Linked DNA regions of Cyprinus carpio: region 1 is linked to region 2. The links are chromatin contacts, called in public Hi-C maps. All regions are on one chromosome and are shown on one strand. Each heading gives the region's core, a stretch centred on a gene start, on an enhancer-like site or on the middle of the called end of the contact. The rest is flanking DNA. Distances are from core to core; before and after follow the strand shown. Region 1 has its middle 15 kb from the start of LOC109046615. Region 2 holds the start of LOC109083203 (calcitonin gene-related peptide type 1 receptor-like).

The links. A called contact is a pair of places that touch in the nucleus more often than the background predicts.
Region 1: a Hi-C map of red blood cells shows a contact between it and region 2, with 2.7 times the contacts expected there. The contact joins the enhancer-like site here to the promoter of LOC109083203 in region 2. A contact is called at or near these places in 2 of 8 Hi-C or Micro-C datasets (liver and red blood cells).

Annotation. Positions count from the first base shown.
Region 1 is chrB19:14,472,790-14,475,505 of ASM1834038v1, reverse strand. No RefSeq gene overlaps it. Among protein-coding and RNA genes, the nearest start is that of LOC109046615, 15 kb to the right of the region's middle. Within about 2 kb of position 1,260, at least 5 of the 8 cell types and tissues checked have an H3K27ac peak or open chromatin away from gene starts, as enhancers often do. A contact at or near this core is called in liver, where this site is marked.
Region 2 is chrB19:14,426,767-14,429,466 of ASM1834038v1, reverse strand. It overlaps LOC109083203 (calcitonin gene-related peptide type 1 receptor-like), which reads left to right and starts at 1,347. Exons shown (of 17, transcript XM_042745057.1): 1 at 1,347-1,628.

The sequences.
Region 1 (2,716 bases), core at 11-2,510, 46 kb before region 2:
CTATGATCCCTACCGGTGCCTGACGTCTTCTTCTTCTTCTTGCTTTATGGCGGATAGCAGACTTATAAATGCATTACCGCCACCTATCTCTCAAGTAGACACTCCTAATTGAGATTGTAGACAGAGTGTCAATGGTCCATTTGAGAGATAGGTGGCCCTGGGGGTAAGCAGATAGCACAGCATCGCTGTGAAGAGCCTTTTAAGCACCTTTATTTTTAAGAGTGTAGTATTACAATTAAAATAGCTGTTGTCTAGTTAAGTATGTTTTAAAATGTAATTTATTCCTGTGATTTTTTTTAAGCAGTCACTACGCTGGTCTGCAGTGTCAGTTATGCTGCTTAATATTATGTGTAAAATGTATATTTTTCATAATTTTTTGAGGAATAGAAGGTTCAAAAGAACAACATTTATTTGAAATAGAACATCTTTTGAACAATACAATAATATAACATTAAAAATATCTTTACTGTGACTTACTTGCAAAAAAAGTTAATGAAAATGATCTATCTATCTATCTATCTATCTATCTATCTATCTATCTATCTATCTATCTATCTGTCTGTCTGTCTGTCTGTCTGTCTGTCTGTCTGTCTGTATATCTATCTATCTGTCTGTCTATCTATCTATCTATCTATCTATCTATCTATCTGTCTGTCTGTCTGTCTGTCTGTCTGTCTGTCTGTCTGTATATCTATCTATCTATCTATCTATCTATCTATCTATCTATCTATCTATCTATCTATCTATCTATCTATCTATCTATCTATCTATCTATCTATCTATCTATCTATCTATCTATCTATCTATCTTTTAATATACACAAATAAGATTCCCAAACTGATACAATAATATAAAAAAAGTAGCTTCTTTACACGTCTCTCAGCTCTCTCAGCAGTAGATGACGTGGCTGAAGACAAAGATTTTCATGACCTTACTGCACTGAGCAGCAGACACCTCCACTAAGAAAAGGAAGAGGAAAGAAAAAACAGTTAATGACATGTGTGGCGAGCCGGAGAGATTTGGGCATTGGCAGCTGAAGCTTGCAGTGCTGTTCTATCTGTTATTTTGGAGGATGGCTAGTATTTTACATAGCAGTCTGCAGCCTTGAAAAACATGACATTAAAGGAACCCGATGATGGCGAGGAGAGCTTGATGTCTGTAACTCCGTCCGAATGTTTAGACTATAGATTCCAGACTGCTTCTTATAGTAATGGAAGGGATCTCAACTCAATTGCAGAGTCTAGATGAGCTGAACAATAAAACTTGGCACACGTTTTGCTGAACAAAATCTGTAAATGCTACTAAACTAATGATTACAAACTTTTAAGGCATAAAAGACACATATCTACTGAAAAATGGAAAGTAAGATGTGTCTGTGAAAGTTTTCCTTTCTTGCTCCCCTTTTTTGTCCAGATGTGTTTCTCGTCTCTTTCTCCTTCTCCCTTGAGTCAGCCTCTGTGATTCATTTTCCACAGACATCTTGAGCCCCCCCACCCCCCATCTCCCCTTTCTCACTCTCTTTTTCTCTCACTCCTGCAGTGCCTCAGCCTGCCTGTCAGGTCTGGAAAAAACACAGACGAAGGAAGGAGTGGAATCCTGTGGCCTGAAGCTACACGCAAACACACAGAGAATGGTGGGACGTCGTTTCTCTCTGCCCCTCCCTGATCAGGGCCTGTGGTGGTCAGTGGGCAGCAAACACAATCAGCCAGGGGTTTTTACGGGACCCTGAAGGTGCAAGACCCTTATTCTAGGGGTGTGTGTTCCAGACTTGATGAAGAAGGAGGAGTTTATGGGTTAATGACAGTCTCTGAAGGTAATACTGTTTCAAGAAACCCCTCCTTCAAATGGCGTCTCTGCTCCGCCCATTTCTGAACTTTCACACTTCATGCGATTCCCCACCCAAACAAAAAAGTAAGCCCCTCCATCAATGCACAAACTTCCTCCACTGAAATAAAAATTCCTGATTGATTTGTTTTACATAGCAACAATAATGTTGATTTATATATATATTATAAGTCATGAACTTTGTATTTTGAGTATTTTTTTTTTACTTGAAATTGTATATAAAAACACTACAGGTCATAACAATAAAAGAATTATGGAATAATTATGGTTTTTAATGTTTTTGAAAGAAGTCTGTAATGCCCATTAAGGCTGCATTTATCTGATCAAAACTAAAGTAAAAACTGAAATATTGTAAAATATTATTACAATTTAAAATAACTGTTTTCTATTTTAATATATTTTAAAATGTAATTTAATTCTGTGATTGCATGACTGTATTGTTTTAGCAGCTATTGCCTCCTATGTCCTTCAGAAATTATTAATATACTGAATTGGTGCTTTTTTATTATCAATGTTAAAAATGTTTTTTACAGCTTAACATTTTTTTTTTTTTTTGTGAAATCTGTTATGCACTTCTGTATCTTTCAGAGGTTTGGGTTAAAATTACAATAAGGGCTTTTTTAGCATTCCAAATGAATTCTATTAAAAAATTATGTTCTTTTGTACTTTCTATTCATCAGAATAAGAATCTGAAAAAAGGTTTCCAAAACAACATCAAGCAGCAAAAACTATTTTCAACAACAATAATAATTAGAAATTCTTCTTGAACATCAAATCAGCATATCAGAATGATTTCTGAAGCAGCATGTGACACCAGAAATAGTAAACAGATATTTTAAATTGTAATAATATTTCACAGTTTTATTGTTTA
Region 2 (2,700 bases), core at 98-2,597:
TTTCAATGAGAGTATTTAGCTCCAGCAACAATTGTTGTGCTTATTGGAAAATTACTGCAAAACTTTAATCTTATAAAAACAAAACCTGCATAAACAAAATCATAAAATGCCTTTTGTCTTAAAATACTATTATTTATACTATTAGCCTATTATTATTAGAATTTTTGCTTACTCTTCAGTGAACATGGCAATAAACAACAAGTAGTATATGCCAATATTAAGCAGTTCATATTGTTATTTAAGTAATTGCCTACATGTACCCTATACTGTATATAATACGGCAATCAGGGTTCAAATTATGGTGGGTTAACTGTGCTAGATGGACATGTTTGACTGTTGTGCCGCATCTCTCTGCTTTTTCAGCGTCTCGCGCAAGAAGGTTGCATTTAACTTTAAAAAAATGCGTTTTGTGAACTCTCCTCTCTACTGTTCTGTGCAAACGGCCACTTCATTCTATTAAATGAGGTTTAAAACTGCTGTTTTATGTGGGACTGTTGTCAGTCGACAGGTTTCAACAAATTGGAATAAAGAGCTGGTAATAAATCAAAAATAACACACACACACACGTTTGTTTTTGTGAAAAGTGGGGACATCCCATAGGTGTAATGGTTTTTATACTGTATAAACTGTATATTCTATCGCCCTACACTAACACTACACCTAACCCTAGCCCTCACAGGAAACTTTGTGCTATTTCAGATTTTCAATACACTCCATTCTGTGTGATTTCTATGCGTTTTGAAAAAGTGGGGACATGGAGTAATGTCCTGAAAAGTCACCTTCTCCTTGTAATACCTATGTTATACCCTTGTTATTATACAAATTTGTGTCCTGATATGTCACAAAAACACGCCCGCACACACACACACCCACACACACGCACACACGCACACACACACACACATATATATAAACTTGTAAACAAAATTTTCAGCGAAATTAAGAACTATATCTTACCTGTGTGATATTACTTCATAAGCCATTATCACATTAGTGTGTGTGTGTGTGTGTGTGTGTGTGTGTGTGTGTGTGTGTGTGTGTTTTAAATCATAAATATACCAAAACTTGAGTACTTTTTTTCTAAGTGTGCGCGCCAAAATGCATGATGGTTTTACCAAGAGGAGCCTCAACAGAAAATCCCCCCGAATTATCTTCACACTGACTATAATATAATGCTAATATATTCTCGAAACAATCTGCCTACCTAGACAGCCTATTTTGGGAATGTTTCTACGAGGCTCAAAATGTTGTCTATGAAGGCAGCTCACTAGATTTTAAAACACAGCCTCAGTGTGTCTTTGAGCGAGATGGAGCCCGCTGTCAGTGATTCTAGGAGGAGCCCACGCGCTCCACATGCTCGGCGAGATATGAGCGCCAGTTAGATGCACTTGGATTACCGGCTGCTGAACTGAAACAACGTCTCCGCTCATAAAAATATGTAAAACAGTGACGTTTCTGATTACACTTCTTTTTAACGAGTGGATATTCTCCTCAGTCGGAGATAAAACACAAGATGCAGTGAAAGCATCACTTATTATAGTCCCAGACGATGGAATTCAGTTTGAGAAGCCCAGTGTGAGAAAGTGAAGTGTGCGCGGGATATAGGCTACATTCTCCTCCATATAACGGTAAGATATTCATATTGTTCTGATGGAATAAACAGCGCTTTATTGCTTTGTTACCTGTATGTTTTGCATATATGTAGCCTAAATCTCGTAGTTTTTTTTCTTGCATGATTTGTGACTTCTGCGTATGTGTTGTGCTTTACATTGATATTTGATTTCTGTTACCATTGTTATTAAATATAGCCTAGAATAATTTGATTAATAAAAATATGGACAATTAAAAATAAAAGGTTAAATAAAATAAATTTGCCCAATATAAATGGTAAGTGTCAACCTGGCAACATGCAAACCTCTGTTTGCCAAATCACTGCAGAAAAAAATAGATTCATAATTTCCTACTGTCAATAGCCTACATAAAGGCATGTATTGACTGAACTTAAAGCCATTTGAAAACCAAATGAAAACCATTTTTATTGGTTTAGCAATTATATAATAAGAGTGCACATGACAGCATGGCAGAATCTGTGTTTTATAAATCTATTTTAAATATGAGGCGTCCAGTCAGATAGTGACAGATATAACCCTGGATGCCTCATAAACTGACAGCGCTTTGCAGTACTATGCTGGTCTACTGGTCTAGTTAACATCCCTGTGAGTATGATTATGACAGCCATACATTTCATAATTTGTGTAGAACATTGGCTCATTATATAAACCCTACAGGAAGCAGTGTTTCTAGGTTTCTATCTCCTTTATGGCAGGAGGATTAAATTGGAGTCGCCATATATTCCATTGAGAGGATTAAGAGATGCAGCTGGGAAATCTGAAAAGAGATGAAACAAACCCATGCTGATGCTGCTTTTACAGTTTGGTTGTAAAGTAACAGGGATCTTTTAAAGAAAGCGTTTGTTGTGATGCATATTTGACCTTTTTAGTAACAATGCATGCAAGTTAAATCTCAGAAAGCAACAAAATACTAAAGACACTAAGCAGCGATGCATCTTAAAAAGATTGATTTTTTCTTTGCAGAGATAAGGGTTTGACTTTCATGTAATCAAATAGTACAAAATGCATTACTTGTGTTGGGCTGAGAGCAGAGATAGAAATAGACAGTGATTTTAGATACCGACTGCTT